Linked DNA regions of Hordeum vulgare: all the other regions are linked to region 1. The links are chromatin contacts, called in public Hi-C maps. All regions are on one chromosome and are shown on one strand. Each heading gives the region's core, a stretch centred on a gene start, on an enhancer-like site or on the middle of the called end of the contact. The rest is flanking DNA. Distances are from core to core; before and after follow the strand shown.

What was found. Hi-C and Micro-C count contacts between places; a contact is called where the count stands out from the background.
Region 2: a contact with region 1 is called in a Hi-C map of seedling, with 8 times the contacts expected there. The contact joins the promoter of LOC123401904 here to the promoter of LOC123401092 in region 1. A contact is called at or near these places in 4 of 6 Hi-C or Micro-C datasets (leaf and seedling) and 1 of 1 datasets of contacts at active chromatin or transcription factors (embryo).
Region 3: a contact with region 1 is called in a Hi-C map of leaf, with 2.7 times the contacts expected there. The contact joins the promoter of LOC123402040 here to the promoter of LOC123401092 in region 1. A contact is called at or near these places in 2 of 6 Hi-C or Micro-C datasets (leaf and seedling).

Annotation. Positions count from the first base shown.
Region 1 is chr6H:59,081,215-59,083,945 of MorexV3_pseudomolecules_assembly, reverse strand. It overlaps LOC123401092 (dolichol kinase EVAN), which reads right to left and starts at 1,370. Exons shown (of 14, transcript XM_045094811.1): 1 at 1,036-1,370; 2 at 180-292; 3 at 1-21. The coding sequence starts at 1,229. It overlaps LOC123401091 (splicing factor 3B subunit 1), which reads right to left. Exons shown (of 4, transcript XM_045094810.1): 3 at 2,286-2,358; 4 at 1,753-2,195.
Region 2 is chr6H:58,710,077-58,712,807 of MorexV3_pseudomolecules_assembly, reverse strand. It overlaps LOC123401904 (KIN17-like protein), which reads left to right and starts at 1,372. Exons shown (of 1, transcript XM_045095764.1): 1 at 1,372-2,731. The coding sequence starts at 1,536.
Region 3 is chr6H:59,406,443-59,409,173 of MorexV3_pseudomolecules_assembly, reverse strand. It overlaps LOC123402040 (UDP-glycosyltransferase 72B1-like), which reads left to right and starts at 1,378. Exons shown (of 1, transcript XM_045095899.1): 1 at 1,378-2,731. The coding sequence starts at 1,671.

The sequences.
Region 1 (2,731 bases), core at 121-2,620:
GCATTTCAAGGTATGCAAATTCTGGCCACATAAACAAAAATATATGTATTTAGTAAAAGGTAAAATGTATGCATCACAAAAATAAAGGTTCAATAGCACATAAAACAGAGGATAAATGCACTTCACAAGTCCTCTGACTTGTTCAATTGTTGATGAAGATGATAAAATTAGGAGTATACCTTGTGCTCCATTAGGGTCTGTCGGTAAGATCCTCGAAAGCTGGATTAACCGTGCAAGCATGACACATGGCAAAGTAGTTGCGCCAAGAAGAATGCCTGATGAAGCACCTGGCCTGGAGGATATATAAATATATACGTCAGGCGCCAAGCACTAGGTTCAATTTTATTTTGTAGCTTGCCACAAAAGACGAGATAAAATTAAGTAGTCACACAACTCAAATATGATGTACAGTAAAGGTATGCGATTGGGGTTGCGAATCATAGGTGGACCTAAAATAGATCTCAACATACCCTCTGAAGTTTTACATTCTACTCAGAGATAGTCGCTAAAATGCAGTTGGGGGTACGCATCATAGGACCTAAAATAAATCTCAACAGACCCTCTGAAGTTCCACATTCTACTCGGAGATCGTCGCTAAAATGCAATTAGGGGTGCGCATCATAGGACCTAAAATAAATCTTAACAGGCCGCCTGAACTTGTACATTATACTTGATGGTAGTCGCTACACCATGAATAATTGAATAAGTCGCATTTCTACTGTGTATGTTAAATCAACAATTCAACCAAGGAATAAGCTCCTATCTGCATCCCCAGCTGCTATTGCCCTAACTACGCCGCCAATTATTCCCCAATTGTGTTGACAACCCGATGAAACGAGGCAGCGACCATCGTCTTGACCATTTCGTGGAAGAGATTTTTGCGAGGGGACCTCGCTCTCATTCTTCTGGCGGGGGAACCGAACGAGACCAAATTTACGCTCTGGGGAATCCGCCTGGGCGGCCGAATCGCGATGGTTTCGTTTAATCCCGTGGGGTGGGGGATGGGAAAGAGGCGAGGGAGAGCGGGGGGCGCACCTTGTCCTGAACCGGCGGAGAGGGGGGGAAGGGGCCGCGGCAGAGCGGTCCACGGCGAGCTCGACGGCGAGGGCGGCCCCCGCGAGGAGCGCGAGCGGGGCCGCGAGGCGGGCCGGGGCGGCGAGCGCGACGCGCGCGGCGAAGAGGAAGACGACGAGGCGCTCCCCCGTGAGCAGCGGCGAGGAGGACGCCATGGGCGGCGCCGTCGAGGATCCGGGCGGGCAAGGGAGGGAGGTGGCGTCGGAGACACGGCGCGAACCGGCCGGTGATGGGAGGGCGGGCGGGCTGGGCAGCAGTTGGTTGCGCTCGCGCGCCGCGTGCGCGTGGCTTCTGGGTAGCTTGGTTTGGCTTGGCTGGGACGCTTAGCTTTGGGTGGGTGACTGACCACACGACTCGGTTCGTTCCGGTCTCGGTCATAATTGGCGGGTCCGTCGGGGAGACCAGGTCGCCACGGCCGCTCGCTTCTTCATGCCGCCGCTCGGGCACGACATACCGGCGTTTGCACCGTTCAAGATCGTGAATTTGCCAGTGGCGGCACATTACATATCCAGCGAAATTATCTACGTCTTCAAAGAACGTTAGAACATTGATAAATACATATACCATGCATTTTGCGTGGTTCAAGCCAATTGAACATCAGTCATTGAGAAACATGGACTCAGCAAACAATATGTGTTTAACACGAAAGGTGATCAACCGTAAAACAACGAAAGGTGATCAACCGTAAAACAACGCAAGCATTCCAGACATAATCATGCCACAGCACACATAGTACAGAGCTTGACGGTTTACAGCGTTACAAGACATCGCTAAAACAGAGTTTTGACAGCAGAGGCTGGCCATCATAACCAAATATACATGATAAATAAGACGATGTTCATGCTAGTATGATTGTATTGTCTTCACTATTAAGGACTTGATTTCACATATTATCAGCCACGGCGAAATAAACATGCTTCTCTGCCACGTCGCTCGCCCGGTCGCAGATCAAGATAAGAAGACTCTTCAGTGGAACACTTGGAAAGAAATACCCTGAAAACACAACAGTTCTGAGAAGGTTAGTCCATAGGTCTCCAGCAGTAGGTTAAAGCACTACAGTCAACCAGGACAAAAATGTATATTTCTTAAAGATTGCACCCCCCCTTCAGGAAGCAACAAGCCTGCAAATACAAAAATGCAGCTTCATAAAAACAGACTTTGCAAGAACAAACAACACCAGTTCAAATAAATGCGAGCACTAATTCAAATACCACCCCAGTTCAAGCTTCACATGCATCTGCACTGATGCATGTGGGTGACGATACATGGACATGCACATCCTGCCTGTCAATGCGTTTGCATATCAGATTCTTGCTTTTGTATTATTTGTAGAGAGCAAAAGAAAAATACAACATACAGCAAAATGCAAAAGGAAACATGACAACACAGATAAAGCACCACTTGCTACTGCTCGCATGCTAAAATGACATGCACAGCTGATTCTACTTAAACTGAGCAGCTATTTATTTGAACATACACTCAATGGGTCAGTGCGCTACTCCCTGTACAGCTGATTCTACTTAAACTGAGTAGCTATTTACTATGAACACTACTAGCTACTCCATCTGTTCCTAAATATAAGTCTTTGTAAAGATTTGAATATGGACTACATATGGAGTAGCAAATAATATTCTTGACAGAATTTATACATTTTAGC
Region 2 (2,731 bases), core at 123-2,622, 370 kb after region 1:
TCCGCGGCGACTTTTCGTCATCCTGCCAATGACGTATCCCTTGAGCCCTGGGAAAGAGCCATTCAAGAACTCGAAACCACTGTGTGCTCGCCCCATGGTGGATGTCAACTGTCGTGGTTTCATCACACAGATGCCCTAGTGCGAGGACTTAGTCGTGAGGCCATCGCAATTGGGTGATTAGCTTGTCGGGGTTGATCCGAATCGAGAGACACATTTTACCCACGTTCGACCCCTCTATATCGGAGGTAAAAGGCTACGTCATGTTTTGTGTGTATTGCTTGAAGATCAATTACAAGGGAGCGAATTCGCTCGACCTAGCTATTGATCGATTGTAACTTAAGTCTATTGGCGTCAGGGGCTTGCCTTTATATATAGGTCGAGGCCCTGGGCTTACAAGGGTCCGAGTCGTGTTACGATTCGTGACCGAGTATGCCTCTACCTCTCCTTGCCTTTTGAGCAAGGAATTTCTGGACGACCTTCCACCTCTTGGGCCTTAAGTCGTCGTCTTCGGGTATTGGACCACCAGACGGCTTAATTGATAAGCTGCCTTGTCAGTCTTGTTCCTTTGCGTCTCGTCCACCTAACGTAGTGCTTATGAGTCGCTATGAGTATGACCCGGTCCAACAAGGCGGGTTATATCCCGACATTATGTGTCCTTATTATATGGTAAACGCTTGTGATCGACGCGCTGGCCGAACAGTTCGGCCGGTCGTGCGCGGCCCGCGCTGGCTTGTCAGTCCATGCAACATTTTTTGTCCAAATTTGCTACAACCGCGGTAAAATTTGCTACAAGTGTTTCCTTTTTTGTTACAATTTGTTCATTACAAAAACTACATCGTTTGGTTGTAACTCGAGTTCGTTGGATTTTTTTTGCTACAACCGTGTTAATTTTTACTACAACCGGCATCATTTTTTGCTGCAACCATTCACTAAAAAAGTTGCATACACGTTCACGAGAGTTGCAACCCGAGTTCACCGGATTGTTTTGCTACAACCCTTATTTTATTTTGCTACCACGCATCATCAACTTCGTTTTTTTGCTACGATCACGTTTTTTTTTTGCTACAACTTTATTTTTGTTGCAACCATTGACGAAAATTGCTGCATCGTGGACGAAATTTGTTGCATCGAGAAAAAATTGCCGCATAAATGAATCTAACGATATGCCCTGCAGATCTGACGGTCACACTGCGGCCTGCGCGCCCAGTACCAACCTATTATATTTGTTTTGATGGGATGTTGTTATTCTAATCCTTGCGTATTTGAAAAAGTAAAATCGCTATACGTGTCCGAGTAGTATACTTAGCCACCGTGTCGGTTTCGGTACGTGCTGGCTTGCTAATAAGCCCTCGAGATTCCAGCGTCTCCAAACTTACTCCACAGTCCAATCCCCAATCCCTAATCCACCGCTCGCCCTCGCGGATCTCTCCGGCCGCCAACCACCGCCGCCGCCGCTCGCCGACCGTCCCAAACTCCGCGCCCCTCGCAACCCCCCTCCCTTCTCCCCACGCGCTCCCGTCGGCGCAGGCGGCGCGATGGGGAAGGGCGACTTCCTGACGCCCAAGGCGATCGCGAACCGGATCAAGGCCAAGGGGCTGCAGAAGCTCCGGTGGTACTGCCAGATGTGCCAGAAGCAGTGCCGCGACGAGAACGGCTTCAAGTGCCACTGCATGTCGGAGTCGCACCAGCGGCAGATGGCCATCTTCGGCCAGGCCCCTGACCGCGTCGTCGAGGGCTTCTCCGACGAGTTCCTCGAGGAGTTCCTCACCCTGCTCCGCCGCGCCCACCGCAGCTCCCGCGTCGCCGCCACCGTCATCTACAACGAGTTCATCGCCGACCGCCACCACGTGCACATGAACTCCACCCGCTGGGCCACGCTCACCGAGTTCGTCAAGTTCCTCGGCCGCGAGGGCCACGCCAAGGTCGAGGACACCCCCAAGGGATGGTTCATCACCTACATCGACAGGGACTCGGAGCAGGCCATCAAGGCCAGGCTCAAGCGCAAGAGGGTCAAGTCCGACCTAGCTGAGGACGAGCGCCAGGAGCTCATGATTGCCCGGCAGATCGAGCGCGCCCAGAAAGCCCAGGCTAATGGCGAAGACGACGACAATGATGCTAATTCTGATGATGACGTTGGTAGCGATGACGACAACGAGTATTCGGGATCAGACGAGGACGATGATCAGGAAGAACACCAGGAGGATGGGAAAGAGGCCAGCAAGGCACCTGCGAAGATTGCAATTGCACTCCAGCGGGCTGCACCGCCGCCTAAGATTAATCCTTTTGATGATAAGCCAAAGATGAAGTTTGGCTTCGAGGAGGAAGAGGAGGAGGTGCCCAACAAGAAGGCGAAAGTTGCAGGGAAAGCAACGGACACCAGGAGGTCGGCAATCGATGATCTGATGAAGGAGGAGGAGAAGGCCAAGGAGCGGAGCAACCGGAAGGACTACTGGCTGTGCCCTGGTATCGTTGTCAAGGTGATGAGCAAGTCGCTGGCCGAGAAGGGGTACTACAAGCAGAAGGGATTAGTGAAGAGGGTGATAGATAAGTATGTCGGGGAGATTGAGATGCTGGAGAGCAAGCATGTTCTCAGGGTCGACCAAGATGAGCTTGAGACTGTCCTCCCGCAGATTGGCGGGCTGGTGCGGATTGTTAACGGGGCTTACCGGGGCTCAAATGCTAGGTTGCTCTCAGTGGACACGGAGAGATTCTCTGCCAAACTGCAGGTTGA
Region 3 (2,731 bases), core at 129-2,628, 330 kb before region 1:
AAACGTTTGAGACGGATTAAAGAGTCCGTCTATAGATGCTCTAAAGCGACAACTGGTATTAACAAAGCCACACGAGATTAAGGCCCTGTTTGTTTCAGAAGTCCCAGGACTTTTTTTAGTCCCAACTAAAAAGTTCCTAGTCCCTGCCCGTTTGTTTTTATGAACAAAACAGAGACTAGAGGTCATTAAATAACACGCAAAAAGAACACGCTACCCCTAGTAATATACTAGAAGTTATTAAAAGACATGCTAAAAGTAGGGGCACTATTGGAAAAAGTGCCAAAAAAGTCCCCAAAAGACCCTCCCGTAGGTACTTCTTCCTTTAGTCCCATAATACCCCCTTTTAGTCCCTAAAAGTCCATCCTGTTTGTTTCACATGGGACTAAAAGGAATTTTTTTTAGTCTCTATACCAAAAAGTCCATGGAAACAAACACCCCCTGATTATCTTACCTACTAATAAAGCGCGTACTGCTTCTGTCGTCCGTCGCTGCCTGTTTTAAATTCGCGACCCAGTGTGTTTGGTTCATCTAGCGATCGGCCCCTTTAAATACACCAGATTGACAGTAGCCCGAGTGGCTAGAGCTTTCAACTTTCCCGCACGATACCCAAGTTCGACCCCCACCACCACCGAGTTTCTTCGTTTCTTTTTTCTACTTGATTTCAGGCTGACGTACGTTAGAGCTGCACTGTTGCAACTTCTGTTCAATTTTTTTAATGTTTCTACTTTTGTAGATTCAAATATATTTTTAAATATTTATATCTTTTAAATTCTAACTCTAAATTTCAAAAGTTATATATGAAGTAGCTTTAAAAATATATAGACTTCAAATATAATATTATTTTTTATGATAATTATTTTTGAAATTGTGTTTGCATCCTTAGTTAATACAGTACCCTTTTTATATGAGGCGTTTGAAGAACTTTGGCCCAACTATTTTATTTTTAACGTTTCTATTTTTTGCAGATTCAAATACATTTATATATTCATATCTTCTAAACTCTAACTTCAAATTTCAGAAGTTATATACGAAATAATTTAAAAAATATGTAGATTTCAAATGTAATCTTATCTTTCATGTTAATTATTTCCAAAATAATGTTTACATCCTTAATTAATACCTTTCTTTATATGGGGTACAATGTTTGTGAAAAAAATAAAATTTCATGATTTTGAAAAAAAAAATTGTGTATTATTTTTTGACTGCAATTGAAAAAAAATGTTTGCTAATTCAAAAAAATGTTCAAGCATCTCAAGAAATGTCCTATTTTTTAAAAAACATAATATGATCTGCATCATTGAAGATTATAATTGTTTTTCTTCTTTTGCAACCCACGGCCCCTTTTTGCTAGTCACACTAATCCACCGTAGCTGTAGTACCAAATTTAGCTAGCCTTGCCCAACTTTTTTATGATGTCCACTCAACAAATGCTTTCTCCGGCATGTATCGTGACGAGCACAATTAGCACAAAAGAAGGACGGCAGCGACGGAGCAACCACAGTTCCGTTTGGCCATAAGACAGTCATTCAGACACAGATCGATCTGGCGTTACATATAGGGCCAATCCGTTCCATCGTTTCCCAGGTCCACACATTTTTCATCTTTTTAAGCCACTGGTCGATCGAGTGCTCGACTCAGTCTCTCCGTACCGTACGTGCGTCCACCAAGGCATGGCCGGCGAGAGCGACGACCGGGGCGCCGCGCGCGCGCCGCATGTGGCGCTACTCTCGTCGCCGGGCATGGGTCACGTGGTGCCGGTGGCCGAGCTGGCGCGGCGGCTGCACGCGGAGCACGGCTTCACGGCCACCGTCGTCACCTACGCCAGCTCCGACTCCGCGGCGCAGCGCGCGTTCCTGGCATCCCTCCCGCCGGCCGTCGGCTCCGCGTCCCTCCCGGCCGTCCCGCTCGACGACCTCGTCGCCGCCGGCGCCGCCATCGAGACGCTGCTCTCCGTCGAGGCCCAGCGCTCTGTGCCGGCGCTGGCCAATCTCCTAGAGGGCCTCGGGAAGGACGGCAGCCTCGTCGCCTTCGTGGCGGACCTCTTCGGCGCCGACACGCTGCGCGCGGCGCGCGACGTCGGCGTGCCGGCGTACCTCTTCTTCCCGTCCAACCTCCTGATGCTCTCCCTCATGCTCCACCTCCCGCGCCTCGACACCGAGCTGGACGGCCAGTTCCGTGACCAGACAGAGCCCATAAGGCTGCCCGGCTGCGTGGCCGTGCCCGGCGCCGACATCCTGCAGCCGCTCCAGGACAGGACCAGCGACGCCTACCGCTGGATGGTGCACCACGGTGAGAGGTACCGCGACGCGGACGGCATACTTGTGAACACCTTCGACGCCATCGAGCCGAACGCGGCGGCGATCCTCCGGCAGCCCGAGCAAGGGCGTCCGCCGGTGTACCCAGTTGGGCCGGTCATACGGCAGCCTGACGACGGCGACGACGATGCCACCGGCTGTATCAGGTGGCTCGACGCGCAGCCCGACAAGTCGGTGTTGTTCGTCTCGTTCGGCAGCGGAGGCGCGCTCTCCGCGGCGCAGATGGACGAGCTGGCGCGCGGGCTGGAGCTCTCCGGACAACGGTTTCTGTGGATCGTGAGGAGCCCCACCGACAGCGGGGCCGACCCGGGTGCCAACTACTACGACGGGTCGAAGAGCAAGGACTATCCACTCAAGTTCCTGCCATCTGGGTTCCTTGAGAGGACCAAGGAGGTGGGCCTGGTGGTTCCATCCTG